Regions from separate parts of the Sus scrofa genome. Here regions 2 and 3 are each linked to region 1. Evidence: chromatin contacts called from public Hi-C data. All regions are on one chromosome and are shown on one strand. The core of a region is the stretch at or near the end of the contact, and the rest is flanking DNA. Distances in the headings are between cores, read along the strand shown.

Region 1 (3,153 bases), core at 376-2,875:
GACCCTCTGCCCCCGCCTGCACCTGGGCCCCTACCTGCCGTGTGCCAGGTGGTGCCGGAGGTCAGCCGCTCCCGCTCGAGCAGCAGCGCCCCGCTCACGCCCAGCTTGGCCAGGTGGTAGAGGGTCTGGCAGCCCAAGCTGCCCCCGCCGATGACCACCACGCTGGCCGCGCGGGGCAGGGGCTGGCTCAGGCCCTGGGCCTCCGCTGAGGGCTGCTGAGCCTCTTTCAGGGTCCGCTGGTACGGCACGCTCTTCTCGGTGGTGGGGCCGGTCCCGCCAGTCCGGGGACGTGGCCCCAGGCCCTGGGCAGGGTTCCGGTGAGGACAGGTGGCGGCCAGACGCAGGGCTCGGCTCAGAGAAGCCATGGGGACTCGGCTCCTGCTGGGGAAAGAGTCGGCCGCAGAGGGCCACAGTGGGTGCTCTGTCAAGTAGGAGCCCAGGGCACAGTGCCCCCATGCTGTCCTCTGTCCCCTGCCTCCTACAGCACGTGTCCAGCCCATGGGCACCGAGGGCCTCACACGCCCCAGACTCTGGCCAGGACCCTGGAGACCACAGTGAGGACCAGGAGGGGGCGGGGTGTGTACACGGCAGGGGCGGGGTCGCAGGGCAGGTGGCGGGAGCTCTGAGGCGGGGACAACCAGCCTTCTGGTGTATCCAACACGCCCTCTGGGAAAACTCCCAGACAGAAGTTACCTCTGCCTCGTTGGCCCCAGAGCCCTTTGGGACCCAAGACAGAAGGTGAGAGAGGCAGGGGGTCTGGGCCTCCGGCTCCCTCGGGCCATCTCAGAATCCAAGTCGGGGCTCAGGGGATGGGTAACCAGCCTCCCTCCTCCTCAGTGACCTCCCAGCAGCCTGCAGGGCTCACTGCGCATCCCTCCTCCTCCAGGAAGCCCTCCAGACTTACCCAACCCAAACCTCACAATTACAAGAAGACTGGGACAGGGGAAGGACACCTCGGAGAGGCTCCTGGGCCCATGTGGGGGGTCAGCAGGAAAAGTAAGGTTTGGCTGCAGTGGGGGAACTGATGCAGGTGGTGCAGCTGCGTTCACAGCCGAGCTTGGCATCAATCAGCCAATTAACCAGGAAAGTCCTCCTCCATTTCCGTGCCACACGGCAGGCGGGTTCCCTCTGCTCTGAAGTCAAGGTGGCTATATTGTCCCCATTTCACGGAGGGGGGAGACTGAGGCCCAAGGAGGCGCCCCCAGGTGACCAAGGTCACAGGGCCACCGTGTGGCCGAGGCAGCAGGCCCTCCTGCCCGCTTCTGACCCCTCGGTCCACAGATGTCACGGGGCCTGGTCTGGGGGAGGGACCCACTGCCACACCCTTTCCCACCCTCCCCAGGGAGTGCCGCCCCTCCTGCAGGTCACAGTGGGGACCCTCCCCTGCCAGGGGGTGGGGGCAGGGAGAGGTGATTTCAGAGGCTTCAGGGCCGGGGGCTTGGAGGCTGGGGCAGGCAGCCCAGTCCCTGTGTCACTTCTGACAGCCCATCTGCCTTTCGACGGCAGAGGTGCCCTGAGCACCCCTGTGCACCCCTGGCCCGCGCCTGCACTCACCTTTCGCCGTTGGGGCGCCTCAGTCTTCCAGAGCCCCGAGAGCGCTGTTCTGCTGGCAGAAAGTCGGGCTCATGTGCTTGCGCAGGCGAGACTCTGCCCAAGGCTGGAACCCGCCCCTGGCCCAGCCTCCTGGTTCCCTCCCACTGCTCTGCTGGCCCCGGCATTCCCCGCCCCCCTGCCCTCCACCCCCACCCCCGCCCTGCCCTGAGCTGGGGATGGGGGCTGGCATGGGGGCTGCCCAGTGCCCTCCGTCAGGCCAGGAGACCTGCTGCCACATCAACCTGCTCTCCTTCACCCTCCCCCACCCCCGAGTCAGCAGGCTGGCCGCTCATTACCAAGGTTTGGGTCAGACGCACGGGGTGGGGCCTCGAGCTGTTTAGGGTGGGGACGGGGTGGGGGTGGAAGGTGCCCAGGCCAAGGCACCTCCCACAGAGGGCCTCACAAGTTGGGCCCACCCAGCCCGAGGCAGAAGTCCCCGCCAGCTCCTGGCCTGTCCCAACCCCAGCCCAGGGAAGGTCCCGGCCCTGCTCCGAAGGGTGTACCTGCAGCCGCAACAGCACTCCTGGGCCCAAGCAGCCTGCCAGCGCTGTCTCCTCCTTCCTTCCCAGCAGGAACCCTCCCCTCCCCCACTCCTACCCCCGCCGCCCCTGGCCGAGCTGCCAGCCCCTGTCCCGCCTACCGCCTGGCAGGCCAGGGAGGCAGCCAAGCAGGTCCTTCTTTTCTTTCTTTTTTTTTTTTTTTTTTTTTTTTTTTTGTCCTTTTGCTATTTCTTTGGGCCGCTCCCGCAGCATATGGAGGTTCCCAGGCTAGGGGTTGAATCGGAGCTGTAGCCGCTGGCCTACGCCAGAGCCACAGCAACGCGGGATCCGAGACGCGTCTGCAACCTACACCACAGCTCACGGCAACGCCGGATTGTTAACCCGCTGAGCAAGGGCAGGGACCGAACCCGCAACCTCATGGTTCCTAGTCGGATTCGTTAACCACTGCGCCACGACGGGAACTCCCAAGCAGGTCCTTCTGAGGGCAGCAGAGCAGGGCTGCAAACCCTGAGACCTTATTAAGCCTGGTGACAGGATAGGTGACCCCACCTCTTCATCTCTAGAATGGGGTTACAGGGTCACTGCAGGTGAACAGTGCCTGCCATGCTCCCCAGGCCAGACAGGCACTTAGCACAGCAGGTGGGCAGGAAGTGCTGGGCAAGCAGCAGCGTGGTGCCAGGGCCAGGCTCCTTGCAGGGGTGATCCAGGGCCGTGGGATGGACCAGCCTCGGCTACGGGCGCCCCCACCCCAACTCCGCCCCTGCCCAACACCCGTCCAGGGAAGGGGCTCTGGCTGCCCTGGGAGGCAGGTCTGGGCCTCTGGGTTGCTCTCACTGCCCCTAACCTGTCTGTACCCCTGCACCCTGCCCTCCTGAGCTCCCAGATCCTTGTGACCCTGGCGGGACGTCTGTGAGCCTCTGACCTTCCCAGCCTCCCAGGGCAGGGACACCTGCCTCCATTTGACTGTCGGGGGCCCCAGGGCCCAGAGAAGGGAGCCCGCTGGCCTCGGGTCACACAGCAAGCTACTGGGGAGTTGGACCAGAAGCCTGCTGTCTGCTTC
Region 2 (3,112 bases), core at 511-3,010, 130 kb before region 1:
CGTGTGGCTGTGGCTGTGGTGGAGGCCGGCAGCTACAGCTCCGATTGGACCCCTAGCCTGGGAACCTCCACATGCCGCAGGCTGTGGCTCTAAAAGACAAAAAGACAAAAAAGAGAAAAGACAAAAAAAAAAAAAAATGAATATGAGTTTGTCCTGATATTTCCACCTAACGTTGGAGATGAAAGGGTTTTCGCTCATGAAAATGTGACGTCTGTACGTCTTTACAATGAAAATTTTACTTTCTAATCACATACACGTCATTACTAATTTGCTTTCCCCATTAGACACGATAATTTAAAAGCAGCGTTACCAGCATTTTTACTAACAAGTCTACTGAAGGGCATTCGATATTTGTTATTCTTCTTGTGCCCTTAGGGATGTGTAGTAAAACAACTGTTTCAACTGAGATAATTCTTAGTACTTTTTTTTTTTTTGCTTTTTATGGCTGCACCTGCGGCATATGGAGGTTCCCAGGCTAGGGGTTGAATGGGAGCTACAGCTGCTGGCCTCCACCACAGCCACGGCAACGCCAGATCCGAGCTGCATCTTTGACCTGCACCACAGCTCATGGCAACGCCAGATCCTTAACCCACTGAGTGAGGCCAGGGATCGAACCCGCAACCTCATGGTTCCTAGTTGGGTTCGTTTCCACTGCACCATGACGGGAACGCCTACCTTTGCTTTTTAATTGCAGAAACCATCTGGTTCCAAAGTCTAAAGCACAGAATCAGGTGCGTTCAGAGAGGTTTTGCTCCCACTCCCGTCTGTGCCCTGCTCTGCCCAGAAGGGCAATTTCACTTAGTTCTGGGTTTATTCTTCCACAGCTTCTTTCTAAACGTCTAAGCCAAGCGGTGAGCCGCGTTTACCCTCTGCAACTTCCCTTTTCACTGAGTATCCCCAGAAATCCCACGTTTCCCTGGATGCCTGATTCTCCCAGGGAACCCCAGAGCTCGCGGCTCCTTTTCACAGCTGCACCACACCCCACTGCACCGAGGGGCTTGCATCAGTTCCCACGTTCTGCAATTATGGGACTGCGCAGTGAGGAGATTTGCGGCGTGCACGTTTCTAAAGTTTTTGATAAGCCTCTTGCCAAAGACTTTGCTGGAACTGGGCCCGATGTTTCCTCTTCCAGGAATGGGTGAGAATAAGTGATAGACAGGCTTTTCACGTGGAGACGCGGGGTCTGGGAGGTTGCTGAGGCAGAAGCGAGGGAGCTGAGCCCTGCGTGGCGAGGTTGGAGGCTCAGTGGTTCCCCGGAGGCTTGTCTGCAGGGTCATGTGGCCTGGGAGGGAGCGGCTGGGTAGGGACGCTGGGGACGCCAGTCCACAGATGGAGGAGGACATGGATGTGACCAGGAGGGGCTCACCCAGGCAGCGTGTGCATCAGAGGCAAACTGTGAAGGGAGCTCAGGCCCCGAGCAGAGAGCTAGATGGACAGAAAGTTACCTCCAGACAGGCCCAAAGCAACGAGACAGCCAGACACAGACTCACAGACGGCTCCAAATTCAGACAGAGGTGCAGACAAGCAGATCCAGACAGCTGGACCAACAGGGCCCGGTCAGGAAGACGCAGCCCAGGCCACACAGACAGAGCCAGAGCTCCCAGGGACCCCAGGATTTCTGGGCACCCTGCCGGGCAGCCCCGGCCTTCCTCAGCCCCCGGGGTGGCTGAGGCCAGCTGGCCCGCCAGCCCTGCCGAGGGTGCAGGCCGACCGGGGCCGGATCCAGGGAGCTGGCTGTGCAGAGGAGGCGGCCAGCAGGGGATGCTGGGCAGGGGCCAGGCCTGCTGTCCAGATGCATTTCACGCTCTTCGCGGAGGTGAGGCAAAGCAGAGCAGGCAGCTGCTGACGGAGTGCCGGGCCCGACGCCCCACACCCTTCCCTCCTGGGGCCTCACGGGGACACCCCGGCTTGTCTCAGCCTGGCCCTGGAGTGGCCAGAAAGCAGGCAGTGGGATGGACCTCTGGCAGCGCCCCTGGTCTTCACAGCGTCCGTGGGAGGGCAGAGCAGGCACGGGGACCCCAAATTTGCAGATGATGAGACCAAGGTTCAGAGAAGGCCAGGTCACTCTGGTGATCCAGCTACAGCGTCAGGGCCACTGGTCCACGTGTATCATTCCTGCTAATGGGCCTGTCGCAGTCAAAAGCCGTGTGTGGGCCACTGCCTGTCCCGGGGAGTCCTGGGCCTCCTGGGCAGCCCCTCCCATCCTGTCCTGGCCCCCCCGACCCCCTCTCTGAGACCCCACGCTAACCACAGAGTGTCTCCCCCACTTCGGGAGACGAGCCACCTGAGGCCAGGAGAGGCCACGTGCACCAGTGGTTTTGGGGTCCGTACCAGGCCAGATCTGCTGTGACCATCCTGTTCCAGGGCGAGATGTGCCCCCACGTCCCCCGCCCCCGGCGGAGCCCCAGGTCTCATTGTGTGAAGCCGCACAGCCTGCGGCATCTTTCTGAGGACACGGCAACAGGATGACAGGTTTTGGGGGGTTGCCGCCCTGGCCCCAAGCTACTGGTCTGGAGTAGCTGGTTTGCACTGGTTTGTGCCCCCTGCTGCTGCCCCTCTGGCCACAGCTTACTGAGGTCGGGAGGGAGGGCCCCCCAGCTGGGCCAGCGCTCTTCTCTTCTCCCAGGAAGTGCAGGTGGGACGTGGACACTGGCCGGTCCCTGCTCTCCCTTGACCTTGGGTGGAGCCGTGGGAGCACAGGCTGCAGCCAGGGTGGCACGTGTGTGGCGCCAGACGGGCCGGTCCAGGGGGACGAGAGGAAGGACACAGGGGCCCAGGGAAAGCCAGGCCGCGGTCCAAGTTTACAGCATCGCAACTCCCTCCCTGAGATCCACAGAGTGACTCCTGTGAGCATGTCACCTGCAGTGTGTGTCTGCCGTTTGCACCCCAAAACATCATCGCCGTCTTACTCATCAGTGAAAGAAATCACGAAGCCTGGGCAAGGCCAAGGAAGACATGCAGAAATTAAACTCGATGCCCCCCCGCCCCGACACATCCCATTAGACCCCTGAGAGCCAGCCAGGCTCTGTCTCCCGTTAGCTGTGAAAATGGGCCTTCAAACGCCTCTGTTTCTCTCTGCCTCCGTTTCCTCCTCTGGAAAATGGGAGGAGGC
Region 3 (3,131 bases), core at 305-2,804, 180 kb after region 1:
TTAAATGTGCTGGGGTGGGGTTGCGCCACCCAGGAGGGCAGGACAGGAGCCTCTGTTCTGCTTAAGCAGCAGCCAAGTTCCCTTTAAGGGGCCGAGAAAGGCAGCTCCCGCCGGCCAAGCAGACATTTTCCTGCCTGCCCGCCGGCACATGTGCCTGGGCGGCGACAAAGGCCACACTACGGAGTACTCAGGAAGCCACCAGGGGCTCCTTCCCACCAAGGTGCACCACCCCGGTACTGCCTGCGCTCCGGGGGTTCAGGAGGAGGCGGGGGCCGGCGAGGGGGCGGCGCCGGCGGCCCACCGACTCCCTTGTTCCCGAGGGCTCAAGGCTCCCCGCGGTGGCCCAAGCCCAGCTGCCAGCGGGTTCATCCTCCCGGGCGCCCAGCCACCAGGCGCGAAGCCGGGGGACGCCACGCCCGACGAGGCCCCTGGCGCGGCAGGCTCCCAGCTGTCGGAGGGGCACTCTCTGGGTCCTGGCGCCCGGGAGAGGGGGCGGCAGGAGCGAGCGCCCCGCCGGGGTTCGAGTTCCCCTCACCCCCGGGAGGCGCAGGCCCAGCCACCGGCGCTCCCAGGCAGTGCCCGCAGGCGGCGGATGCGCGCCCCAGGCTTAGGGGACTTTGGTCAACTTCGTGCCTCCGGGGATCGCCCCTCGAAAGGGCTGGCTCCGAGGCCCCGGGGTCGCCCCCTCTCCGCTCGGCGTCCGGCTGCCTGCCCAGGTCCCCGAGTCCCCCGCTCCGGCCAGGCTCCTGGGACCGGGCCGGAGGCGCGCCCACCAGGGCCCCTCCCGGAGCGCCCGAACCCTCACCTGGGACATCTGCGGCCGGAAGTTGATGTCCTTGAGATCGATGGAGCCGGGGGAGAGGTTGTGAAGCAGCTGGCACAGGAGGACGCCGTCGCGCAGCGCCTGTGCCAGGTCGAAGACCACCGCCGAGGGCCACACGACCCGGTGGTTGGGCGGCAGGACCTTACAGTCGATGAGCCAGCGGCCGCACTGCCGCCACTGCTCCATGGCGCCCGCGGCGCCCGCCCGCCCGCCGCTCGCTGGGCCGGCGCGTTCAGAGCAGCGCTCCGGCCAAAGTGCGGTGGCCGCGGGGCATCCCGCCCGCCCGCGCGGGGCTCGGCGGCCGGGGCGGGGCTTCGCGCGGGCGGCCCCGGGTCCCCGCTGCGCCGCCGCGGGTCCCCTCCTCTTCCTCCTCCTCCTCCTCCTCCGGTTCCTCGCGGGCCGCCGCTCCCGCCCACGTGTGGTCCCGGGGCGGGCGCCGGGCAGCGCGCCGGACCCCCTCTCACAGCCGCAAGTCCCCCCGGGCCCCGGCCGGGGCTCCGCGCAGCCCGCCGCCGCAGCGCCCCGCAATCCGCCCCGCCGGGCGCCGCATTCTGCGCTCGGAGCGCCCCGCGGCCGCCGCAGCTTCTGCCCCGCCCGAGACAAAGGCCCGGCGGGTCGCTCGCTCCACGCGTCCGGGGCCTGGGCCGCCCTCGCCGCCGCCGCTTTGTTCGCCCCGCCTTCGGGTTCAGCGCTCAGCGCCTGGCGCTCGGACTCCGCGGCTCGGCGGCTCCGGGGCGCGGGGGGCGCGGGGGCGCGGCCACGGGCGGGGTGGGGGCGGGCTGGGGGGCGGGGCCGGCGCGCGCGCCTGGCGCCGCCCCCGCCCCCCGCCACTTCCTGCCCCGGCGCAGCTCGCGCAAGTTGCCGCCGAGGGCGGGGGCCGCTGCGCCGCCCGGCCGGGGGTCTGCAGACTGTGTCCGAGGGGCTCCGGGACTTTGGGGAAGCTGTGCGCCCGTGGCGCGCAAGCTCGCCCGTGGGGTGATGGCCAGGTCGTGGTCTCTGCGTCCCTCCTGCGTTCCAGGAGGAGATCAGGAGGTGGTCCTCGTCGCGCTGGGCGCCTCTGCACCGCAGGACAGACCCTGGACGGGGCACCGACTGGGCCGAGGCGTCCCGCGCGCCCTCTGTCCACCAAGCGGCCCCCGCGGGATAACTCGAAGCGGGAGGCACACGGCCCGGAGACTCTCCCGGGGCCCCCTCCCATCCTGTGTCCGGGACGGGGACCGGCAGAAAGCCACCCCCCCCCCCCCGACGACGACTCCACACAAAGGCCGGGATTCCCCTGTTTTGTAACGCGGAGGCCCGCCACTCACAGCTGCCCGGAGGGCAGATCCTGGCGTCTGGGATGGAATATGTGACCTAAGTAACTGGGAAACAGGGGAAGAGATGTGGCCAGATCCGGCCCTGGGTGTCTGCGGGCCTCCACGCAGTCTGCAGGGTCCACTGACCCTGCCTTGAACTCCTTCCTGGGCCACGCCCTCTGGGAGGGGTGGGCAGAGATTGCTGCAGCTGGCCTGGCCTGACAGTGGGAGGGCCTCTAGGACATAAAGAGCCAAACCGGCCCTGAAATAATACCCATCCTGACTCAGCTGTCAGGAGCCCTGGGTTCTCAGCGCCAACATGCAGGGTGACCCCGGGTCAGTCTGATCTCTTCTCTAAAACTGGCTCAGTCATGGGGTGGGGTGGAGGGGACCAAACTCTGGGCACCCCACACACTTGCCGGGAATCTTGGGGCAGCGCTGGACAGCTGCCCCCATGGCCCAGTTCCCCTCCTCCTTCGGCGTTCCTGGTGCAGGAGCCCAAGCAGGGTGACACCCCCACCTCAGTGCCCAGCGAGGGTTCTTCTGCTCCAGGCATTGGCCTCTGCAGGGAGTCCGGCTTGACCCTTCCCAAGCCCGGGAGGAAGGATGGGGACCCAGGCCAGGTTCTGGGCCAGGGGGAGAAGTGGGGGAGGAGCTGGCCTCCCGGGGCACACCCAAGACCCTGGCAGGAGTAAAATCAGGCCAAGTGACCCGTGAGCTCTAAGTTCCTGTCCATGCATCCTTCCTCCCAGGAAACGGGTGCGGCCGCCTCGGGAGCAGGGATAGAAAGCAGCCTGGTCCGGACGGTGGGGTTGAGCCTGCCAGAGACAAAAGGGAAAAGCCTGAGGCAGCATCGCCCTGAGAAATCGCAAAGTGGGGGGACAGTCTGAACCCCAGCACCTCCGGCCCCTGCTCTGCAGGAACACGTTCCCTGGCAGGGCCCCCTCCCTCTGTGACACGGGGAGCACCCGCTCCTTCAGAATCGCGTGTGGGGAATGAGCAGGATTGGAACC

What was found. Hi-C and Micro-C count contacts between places; a contact is called where the count stands out from the background.
Region 2: a Hi-C map of omental adipose tissue shows a contact between it and region 1, with 2.2 times the contacts expected there. The contact joins the enhancer-like site here to the promoter of SARDH in region 1. A contact is called at or near these places in 1 of 5 promoter capture datasets (liver), 17 of 47 Hi-C or Micro-C datasets (alveolar macrophages, brain, embryonic fibroblasts and 10 more) and 1 of 2 datasets of contacts at active chromatin or transcription factors (skeletal muscle).
Region 3: a contact with region 1 is called in a Hi-C map of liver, with 7 times the contacts expected there. The contact joins the promoter of VAV2 here to the promoter of SARDH in region 1. A contact is called at or near these places in 2 of 47 Hi-C or Micro-C datasets (both in liver) and 1 of 2 datasets of contacts at active chromatin or transcription factors (skeletal muscle).

What each region holds. Positions count from the first base shown.
Region 1 is chr1:273,292,996-273,296,148 of Sscrofa11.1, forward strand. It overlaps SARDH (sarcosine dehydrogenase), which reads right to left and starts at 1,626. Exons shown (of 21, transcript NM_001253922.1): 1 at 1,555-1,626; 2 at 35-378. The coding sequence starts at 365.
Region 2 is chr1:273,161,866-273,164,977 of Sscrofa11.1, forward strand. The region is part of intron 1 of FAM163B (protein FAM163B); the gene reads right to left. Among named protein-coding and RNA genes, the nearest start is that of FAM163B, 23 kb to the right of the region's middle. Within about 2 kb of position 1,761, at least 4 of the 83 cell types and tissues checked have an H3K27ac peak or open chromatin away from gene starts, as enhancers often do. A contact at or near this core is called in omental adipose tissue, where this site is marked.
Region 3 is chr1:273,474,696-273,477,826 of Sscrofa11.1, forward strand. It overlaps VAV2 (guanine nucleotide exchange factor VAV2), which reads right to left and starts at 1,555. Exons shown (of 28, transcript XM_013987084.2): 1 at 806-1,555. The coding sequence starts at 1,009.